2 separate regions of the Gossypium hirsutum genome follow, and region 2 is linked to region 1. The links are chromatin contacts, called in public Hi-C maps. All regions are on one chromosome and are shown on one strand. Each heading gives the region's core, a stretch centred on a gene start, on an enhancer-like site or on the middle of the called end of the contact. The rest is flanking DNA. Distances are from core to core; before and after follow the strand shown.

The links. Hi-C and Micro-C count contacts between places; a contact is called where the count stands out from the background.
Region 2: a contact with region 1 is called in a Hi-C map of leaf, with 1.8 times the contacts expected there. The contact joins the enhancer-like site here to the promoter of LOC107942046 in region 1. A contact is called at or near these places in 6 of 34 Hi-C or Micro-C datasets (anther, callus, hypocotyl and 1 more).

Annotation. Positions count from the first base shown.
Region 1 is chrA13:108,537,498-108,542,568 of Gossypium_hirsutum_v2.1, reverse strand. LOC107942046 reads right to left here and starts at 3,359. Exons shown (of 4, transcript XM_041085722.1): 1 at 2,275-3,359; 2 at 1,636-2,088; 3 at 1,156-1,458; 4 at 1-27. The coding sequence starts at 1,653. The coding sequence ends at 13. It overlaps LOC121212949 (small nucleolar RNA R71), which reads left to right and starts at 1,385; the gene lies at 1,385-1,491.
Region 2 is chrA13:108,573,736-108,578,977 of Gossypium_hirsutum_v2.1, reverse strand. No RefSeq gene overlaps it. Among protein-coding and RNA genes, the nearest start is that of LOC121212612, 20 kb to the left of the region's middle. Within about 2 kb of position 3,532, at least 1 of the 9 cell types and tissues checked has an H3K27ac peak or open chromatin away from gene starts, as enhancers often do. A contact at or near this core is called in leaf, where this site is marked.

The DNA.
Region 1 (5,071 bases), core at 2,110-4,609:
TTGCTCTTTTTGCTATCCTAAGCTCTCCTGAGTATAAACATGAAATTAAAGGATTAGGAGCATCAAATTCATTAAATCTTATGATAATCCTTCCAAAAATATGCCAAGCATGGGGTAAAAATATGTATATATTATGGTTTAAATATCCCCACACTTAAGCATTTGCTTGTCCTCAAGAAAAATTCTTAACTCAGAATTAAAATTAACTCTTCTTAACTTATAATTCTCATCAATAATATTTCGAAGTAATCCACAGATAATCACACATTGAGAATTCAACTAAAAGAACATCAAAGTTTCAAACAATCCAGGTTAAGCTTTTTTTGTCATAAAATCATAGGTATCCCCATTTTTCTAAGTAATTACCTTTAATTCCAAATCGATAAGGGTTGACATCCTCACTAAAGATTCACTCAAATCACTCAAATTGTTTAAGGTTCAATAATTAGACGCTCAATAGTCAAACATGAGAAGTTATTACCATAGGCTTGCATGAAAATCAGTTCTCCACCACTATAAATGAGATGATACACGAATCAAAATGTCTTTAACAGGGTTGTAATGGGGCTTGGGTTAAAGGTGTGGATAAAGGCTGAAAAAGAGAGTTAGAATCGAGATTTAATTTAATAAATTACCAAACTTAGAAAAATAAAGCTCATTACTGAATTACAAACAAGTGCCAAAATTAAAACCATCCGGAACTAGTCAAGTGAGCTTTTTCTTACTATAATAACTTTAACTTATCCAAGCTCTTTATAATATGAATATAAATATACGATTTTTTTAAGAACAAGAACAAGTACAATAATGGAAAGTGCATAATAAGGAATAATTCAACAACTGAAATGAACGAAAATAGTTAGGTAACTAATCAAATCAAATCTCGATAAAGAAGGGAGTCAATAAAAAGGGAGAAATTCTTAACGAATCAAAAAGGGTTAAGATGCGGGCTAACATTAAGGGGGAAATCAAGAAACAATGGTGAAGGCTCAAAGGGGTTCACTAAGGGTCAATTATGTGGGTAGGCTTTTTATAGGGTAAGTCGGTTAAAACCTAAATGCCTTTATCATCTCGGTATATTAAATCAAACCTCATCACTGGATGTATCTGAGTAGAACCATACAAACTATCAATCTTTTTATTTAAAAGTTCTACCTGGTTAGATAGCACAGTGGCCACGTCGAGGTTGAAAACACTAGTTGCTTTTGTCGACTTTATTCTCATGACTTGCCACTGATGGTTATTCAGTGGCATCTCTTCAATAAATTCGTAAGCCTCTTCAGGTGTTTCGTTGTTTAAAGTTCCACCGGTGGCTGCATCGATCAGTTGTCTTGTTGAGGGGTTCACACCGTTGTAAAAAGTCTGAACCTCCAGGCATAGAGGTAACCCATGGTGAGGGCACCTTCTCAATAAATCATTGTATCTCTCCCATACATCATAAAGAGTTTCTAGATCCATCTGTACAAAAGAAGAGATATTATTCCTTAATTTAGCCGTTTTAGCCGGCGGAAAATATTGAAGTAAAAAATTTTTTGGTCATTTGTTCCCAAGTAATGATTGACCCTCGTGGTAATGAGTTCAACCACAGTTTAACTTTATTCTTTAATGAAAAGGGAAACAACTGAAGGCGAATACCATCATCAAAAATGCCATTGATCTTAAAGGTGTAGCAGAATTCTAGAAAATTTGCTAAATGAGTATTTGGGTCATTGTCCTGCAAACCATCAAACTGAACAAACTGTTATATCATTTGAATAGTGTTAGGTTTCAGTTCAAAATTATTTGCAGCAACAGCAGGTCTGACTATACTCAATTCAGTTCCTGTTAAAGTAGGTTTAGCGTAATCATACATATTACAAGAAGCGGGATTCTGATCTACTGGATTTGCAGCAACCATAGGAGGTAATGAATTATTTTGATTTTCAGCCATCTCCTCGATATTAGTGTGAATATCTCCCTCTCGTTTTTCCTCTATGTGTTGTAGGCTTCGCCTTATTCCTCTTTGGTTTCTACGAGCTGTGCTCTCAATTTCACTGTCAAAAAGCAAAGGTCCTAATGGGTTTCTTCTAGTCATAAACTGTCAAAAACCTGTCAGGAGAAGGTAAAAGAAAAATTAGTAATTAAAATAAAAACAAAAGAAAATTAAATTGCAATAAAAATAAAAAATGGCTAAAATAATAAAAATCAAGCGTTTCTAATATCTTAGTCCCGACAACAGCGCCAAAAACTTGACGGTCGTGAAACTAACTAAAAATTCGACTAAGGCAAGCGCACCTATCAAACAGTAGTGTAATAGGCCCATTTCGTCCAGGCCCATTAGAATAAAAAATAGAAATTAAAAACCAAAAAAAAAACAAAAATTAAAAAAAACACACAAATAAAGAATCCAAAATCAGAAGTCAAATTTCCGGTTACAAATATTTGGGCCAAAAATAACTTAAACCCAAAATCCCTTAATATAAACTTAACCCAGTTACATAAAATTTGACCCAATTAAATAAATCCTAAAACCTAATTCTAATAACCCAAACCCGAGGCCCAATACACCCAAAAAGAATCTCAGCAGCCTGAGAATGCCAGAAGCTTCTGGAATAAGCCAGAATGGCACCAGAAGGTCAGCTTCTCACGAGAAATCCCCACGCTCGGCCTCTACGTCACCAGGATCGCTCCTCCGTACAGCCGTTCCTGCAAAAAACACACGAGAAGAGAGATAACCAAATTCACAGAAGATGACAGTAATAAAAATGTAATTTTATTTTTTACTTTATTCTGTAAATCCGGCTATAAAAGCCGTTGAATGTACTCCAAAAAATTTACGCATACTGTATCTGTACACACGCACAGAGAATAGATAAAAAGCAATTTAAGATTAACAAAGGTGATTTCAAGTTTTCTCTTGTCCTCTCTTATGAATTTTTTTTTAGTTTATTTTTTTTCATTTGGTTCGGATTTTTTTAGTATGTGAGTCGATCCCAATGAAAGCCCGAATACTTCAGAAATACTGAGGTAAAGGCGAGGGAAAAAATAGTGTTGAATCTTTGCTTTATGAACCTATCTTCGTTTTTAAAAAAAATATAATGTGAGATTTGAAGTTTTTTTAAAAAAAATAAAAAAAAGGAGGAAGAAAATACTTACTAAATTTCTCTAGGCATGGTCGAGCGCCTTCAACGGGGAGGATGGGTACTGTTTGCATATTGTTGATCACCAAAACAATGGTGGCTCGGCTGCTAGAAAAATAAACCCTAGAAATTTGATTTCAAGGCTGTGATTTTCGGTCAAAAATGGGACTGCGTTTGAAAAGGGAAATGGGGAAAGAAAGGTTTTAAGTAATCTTTTAACAAAACGGTGCCATTTGTAATAATGAAGGCCCGCGCGTCAACCCGTTTAGTAGGCCGGGTATGCGCATGTTTTGCTTAAAATGGGGAAATTGCGCACTGGATCCTTCCTTTTGCGCAAAGCCCTCAATTGCGTTTTGATTGCCTACTTTATGTTGTTTAAATTTGGCTCGAGAATTTGTGCGCTTTTTTTTCACTTGGGTCCTCGATTTAATGTAGCGTTTTGGGCGCGGGATATTTTCAATTCCAGTCCCTGCATGTTTGTGCGCATGGCACCTTGATCCTATTTTTCAATTATTTCATTTGTAAATTGTCCCTCTTGTTTTAATTTTGTTTTAATTAAGTTTTTATCCTTATTTTATTTTTTTTACTGTATGTACACTGTCTTTTACATGTTTGATTGTTGGCTATAATATTTCAAGTTGTTTCGATAATTGAATTTTGTTTTAGAAAACATTATTATAATCTTTTCTCTTTTATTCAATCATTTCAATAATTGGTGTATTATTTGTAATAAAATTCATTTTAGTTTTTATATGCCATTAATTTATGATATTTTATAATTTCTTTTGAATTCATTCACTAATTTTAATGTTTATATTCTTTTTGTTGAGAAATTCACTTATTTTTATGTGTCATTTAAGTTATTATTAAGCATGTACTTAGTACTTATATTTAACTTACACCCGGTATTAAAACTATGTTATTTTTATATGTAGTTTTTTTAGTAGATCTATATCTAATTGCTATTTAAATTTATTACATGTATATTTTATGATAAAGTAAAATTCATTTTATAATTCATATTTTAAGTCTATGTAATTTAAATAAACAACTATTTCTAAAATATCTTCACATGTATATAACCTATGTTAAGTTATTTTTACCATAGTCCATGTTATTGATTTCATTTTAATATGTTTCTTATGTATATACATTTTTTTAAAATTACTTATGGGTATAATACATTTCTTTTAAAATATTATATTTTAAATCATACAATTTATTTATTGTATACACTCTCATATTATCCTTATGTATGTATTATTTATATGTTCTATCAATTCAAATCAATTTGTTACATGTAAAATTACGTTATATATTATGTGTTTTAAATTTCCCTTTAAAAATATAGTTTTATAAAAATACATCACTAAATTTAAGTATTTTGTAAATATAGTTTTTTTTTTACCTTTTTGTGTGCATGATTAGATTTTTTTTTAAAGATTCGTTACATGTGTAATTTATATATTTACTTATTTTTTATATACTATTAATTTCATGCTATCTTTTACAAATAATTATTTCCAAATTTATTTATATATACATGTTTTATAAATTTGCTATGTACATTATATCTTATCATGTGCTTTATTTTTCTTTAATATTTTATATATTATTTAAGTTATCCTGCGCATTGTCAATCTCTAAATGAAATTGTGTTTAAAATATTTTGCATATTATTCGATTCAAATGTTTTATTCTATAATATTTATTTCAAATAAATCCCTAGTTTTTATACAAGCTTGTCAACTTATAGTATGTGGTAATTAATTCGCCAATTTTGAAAATGTCCTATACTATACTAAGTTCTAATTCCATTTCATTTTGTACATATTTTATGGATCATTTTATATTATGTCATGTTAATTATTGTTGTATATCATTTTTGTATTGATTGCTCATCATCCATGATTAAGAATTTGGTCACATTTTACTTAGAATAATTACATAAT
Region 2 (5,242 bases), core at 2,283-4,782, 36 kb before region 1:
TCATACCTCACCCTAATGCATATGTATAATCATAAATAGATTCAGATATATCCAAATGTCATACACAGATGTATTGTGCTCATTTCTGAACGAAACAGATAAGAACATGCCAATGTCATACAGAAATACAGATCAGATATGCCAATTTTATATAATTAAGCATGCTTTCATCAGGAGTTATAAAGACATCCCTAACGTACCAAAAACTGCTAATTGGTTACTTTGTTACCATCTATGGATACATACAGAACGTTATTTTCGAACCTACGGCCCAAAACACTTACCTCGCAAATAAAAAAAAAACAACTAGTAGAGTTAATTCACCGGAGGATCAGGTAATTCATGCTCCTCACTTAACCAAAATTATAAAAGATCAATTAACCCCAACAAGACAACGTTCTTCGATCACATTATTAGTACCCAAAATAACATTCGAAGAATTTACCCACGATAAACTTACAAATCCTACTCCGAGATACTTACCACGCACAGCCGAAACGAATCAATTGGCAAAGAGGCGGCAAAACAGAAAACAACAGAACAAGAGAAGAAAAATCAAGGGAAACAGTAACATAGAAGCAAAGAGGGGTGGCAAAAGAGAAAAATTCAACAAAAAAGATGAGAAAAACCTACAACCTATCAGATTTACTTAGCAGCTGAGTTTGACTGAAACTCGAACACCTTGGGCGGCAACAAGTGACAAAGCAAAAATAATTCCACTTTTGCACAAAACAAGATTTGAACAAAAGACCATAAGTAAGTTAAAGTTTTACCACTGAATCAATAAATTCATTCTTATTAATAATTTTAAAAAAATTAAAAATAACCCTTACGAACCAAGATATATATAATTTCAAAATTAATGAAAAAATTTCAAAAAAAAATTAAACACAAGATATCTAAAGCAAACATCCGAGGCATTTAACCATTAAAACAAATTAAATTAACTAAACTTGTATGTCGAAACCATTTTTTTGAAAGATGGGAATCGACTTTGGTTTTGAAAATGAAAACGAACAGAGGAGTCGCCACCAATTCTTTTTAATGAGGTGTGATCGGGTCACCTCGTAAAACTGGTTTTTTTTAATAAATGTTTTAATTTATTTAAATAACGATTTTGGTCCGTGAAATTTAGAAAAACGGGTTCGGGAGTCGGTTACGCGCGAAGAAGGATTAGCACCCTCGATACGCCAAAAAATTGGTACCTAGTTGATTAATTAGTGTCTTAGTGTCAAAAATTAAAAACTTGAAAGATTTTAAAATACAATCTCTCTTTTTGCAAAAACACTCGAATGTTAAAGACCTTCTCATCTCGAAGTAATAAAATGTCACATCCAGTAAGTTAGGATACAACATTTTGAATTTTCGAGAACGAGCTTGCCTTTTATTTAAAACTTGTGTATTTTAACCTATTAAAAGGTGTTCGATTATTTAGAATAAACGAGAAAAATCGAAACTCAGTAAGTTAGGGCACGTTTTCTCGAATTTTCAAATACTGAATATTGCCTTTATTTGAAAATAATTCTTATCTCGAGGTAACAAGATGTCATATCCAGTAAGTTAGGACACAACACCTCGTGTTTCCGAGAGTAAGCATTTTATTTAAAATCCGTATTACAATTTTAAAAGAATATTCTATTATTTTAGATTAAACGAGAAAAATCAAAATCCAGTAAGTTAGGGCACGATTTTCTCGAATCTCAAAATACGAAATATTGCTTATTTAAAACAACATTTTAATGTATCGAGTAAAAATATGACGTGATTTATAGTGAAATATAAAAGCAAATTATGACACTAATACATATAATAACATAATAATATGTGCGACAGTGTCGATAACAATAATATGAGCAATTATGAAAATATGAAATAAGAGAAGGCTAGTAATAAAATATAAAACAAATACATAAAGAAAATGAAATAAGCAAATACATGAATATATAGAATATATATATATATATATAACATGACAAAATAAAAAATACAATGATAACGAAAACGATAGTAATAATAATATTGATAATAATAATAGTAGTAAAAATAAAAATAATATAGTAATAGTAATAAAAAAGAAAATATAATAATAATAATAATAATGGCAATAGTAATAATAAAAATAAATGATAAGAATTAATTACAATAAGAGTACCAAAAATAGTATAATGAAAACGGTGAAATAAAAGGGGAATAAATATATCAATGAATAAATAATAATAAATAAGGAAACATACAAACCATAAAAAGGAAACGAGAATATATAAAAAATGTAAAAGAGTAAGACCATAAAAGAGAAAAATGGAGATAATTTTATATCAAAGAGTTAAAAAATAATACTAGCCAAATACCTAAATAGATAAATATAAATAGGAATGCAAAACAATGATAATAATCGTAATACTAACAACAATGGACTAAATTATGAAAAAAAAAAGGTTTAAGTATAGATTTTTAAAATAAAAATAGAGAAATGAGGAATGAAGGGCTAAAATGAATCGCGTACAGAGATATGGGGACCAAATAGGAAATTAATCCCTACCCCATAAACGGCGCCGTTTAGGTGTTTGGCCATTCGAATGGTCTGGGGACCAAATTGCGACAAAAACAAAAGGAGTGGCCAAATTTAAAAACATTAAAGAAGCGAAATAGGACCATATTGAAGCCAGCCTCAAAAGCGGAAGGACTGAGGGCGCAAATAGACCCTCAGTCTAAAAACACACGGATCCTAGGCACAGGCGGGTCGGGTTTGCGGGTCAGCCCCAAAACGACGTCGTTTTGGGGCTCTTCAGGGCACCTTGAAACGGTGCCGTTTTATAAGGCTATAAAAGCCAAATTTTTGAGAGAAAAAACCACTTCTGCTATCATTTTCTAAAAAAAAAAAAAATCTTAGCAGCTCTCTCACTCCCTCTCTCTCGCCCTCTGGTCGGAGCTAGAATTCGGCGAGTGGGCTGTTGTCAGCCACTATTTTTTTGTATTTTTAATATATATATATATGTATTTGGGTAAGAAAATAAATGATTAAATAGGTTCAAAAGGAAATAAAATAAATAAAAATAAATGAAAATAAATAAACCTTTTATCAAAAACCTTTGAACTCTCTTTTGGTGTTGTTTGCTGCGATTAAGTGTTTTTTGTTGGGGTTTTAGTTCTTTTGATTGTATTTCTACTCGGTTTCTCTTTGTTTGAAAGCCTATCTTTTATTTCAAGGGGAAAAAAGGTCCCGAAATTTACAAATTTAGGGCTTTTATAGCCCTGATTCAATGTAATTATCCCTGCTGTCATTTCTTCTCTGGTTTTGCAGGTGCAAGTCGGCGGCAGTGACCAGGGCGGTGGAGCAGGTGGCGGTGGGTGATGGTGGCAGTGGGCAGGTGTTCAGAAGGCCTTAGGTGCGGCGCACCTAGAGTTTGAAAAATCTGATTTTTTGTTTTCTGTTTGGGCTTACAGTTGGGTTTAGTTTAGTGGGTATTGAGCTGGTGTAATTGGGTTAAGATAGGTTGGGTTTTGGGCTGTTGGGTAGGTTTAATTTTGGGCTGGTGGGTTTAATTTAGGTGGATTAGGTTTAGGCTAAAATGGGCCTAGATAAAATTGGTATGTACACTGTACATTACCAAATAAAAAAAAAATTAGTATATTATATAAAAAGGTGCACTTGCATAAATAACTTCGTTAAATGAGACTTGGATAGTTTACTTAAATGACAAATCAACAAATATTATCATTTATTTATCTTAACATTTGAGTTAAAATATTTGAAACAGAATAATTTATTTCAATTATCAATGTTAAAATAATAAAGGAAAATAATGAAAACAAAATCAGTCCATTTAAATGAAATTAAGTGTATCAAAAATAAAACCAATTATTTTTATATTAGGTAATGATACTGACAACTTGGTTTTCCAGCTGACTTTGCCTACTTGTTTACATCACAAAAATATCTACAACACTATAAAAACGACAAAATTGAGTTGTTTGTTTTTTTTTCATGTTGCCAAAAATGAAAACAAAAATTTCAAATCTTGTATAATTATTTTTTTTCTACTAGCCTATTTTCTTACCAATGCACCCCTCGATCATAATTATATAATTTATATCATGACATAAAAATACAATATAATATGAATATTAAAATTATGCTACCTTATATTTAAGAAAATAACAATATATATTTGTTATATTTTATTACAAGAAAGATTCACTTATACCTATATAAAATTAAAGTAATTTTACACTTTTTCATATATTTTTGTATGATTAATATTTTAATGATTTAGTCATTGGAATTATTAATATAATTGTACTTATCATGTGTGTAAATTTTCGAAACGGTCTAATATCTCTATCATATCGATTTAAATGTTGTATATATTAATATTGTTACACCCCAAAATATAATGGGTTAATTGAAATAAATAACTTTAAAATTAAATAAGTTTGATGGTTACGTACCATTGTCATATTTTAGAGGTTTAGTCACTCCCCTCCTATTTCTTATTCTTTTATTTTCAATAAATTAGGATGAAAACTACAGTAAAACAAATATTATGAGAAGTAAAAATTTAACAAGAAATAAGCCTTAGGCCTAATTGTTAAGAGCATGCTTTCCTACTTTTTATTTTCAACAGTTAGGGGAAAATTGCTATGCCACCCTTAGGGTTTCCCAAACCCTAGGTATTTAGTCCAATATTACCCAATTAGACTTGAATTATGTTTCTTTTCAAATCCCATTAGAACTTTTCTTTCCTCTCCCTATTTCTTCTCATCTTTCTTTTCTTTCCTATCATTTACATCATATTTTCCACCTTTTACTATTGAGTATTTTCTTTCTCGTATCAAATTAACTTCGCTTCCTGATTTCTTGCGATATCGTCAAATAATATCCTTAATCTTTGCCAAGAATCGGCAAGTACATCTCAATCCGGATGATTAATCTCAATTTTTTGTAGAAATACTATACAGTACTAATCATATATTTGATTAAACAATATTTAATGTTCTTGCCAAAATCTTTCGTAAATCTTATTGAATCTTGATACCCAATGTTAATTCAGGCAAATTTGTCCTTGAAGGACCTAATTTAGGTGAATTAGATTTGATTTGATCGCAAGGAATGTCGATTGGACTCTCGGTGAAAGGAGTGCGTTCTTTTACAAGTGAAACGGGGCAAACTGTGTCTAGGATTAGGACCACATGGTTTCCCACATGGGCGGGTGGACCACACGACCATGTGCCCTGGATACTC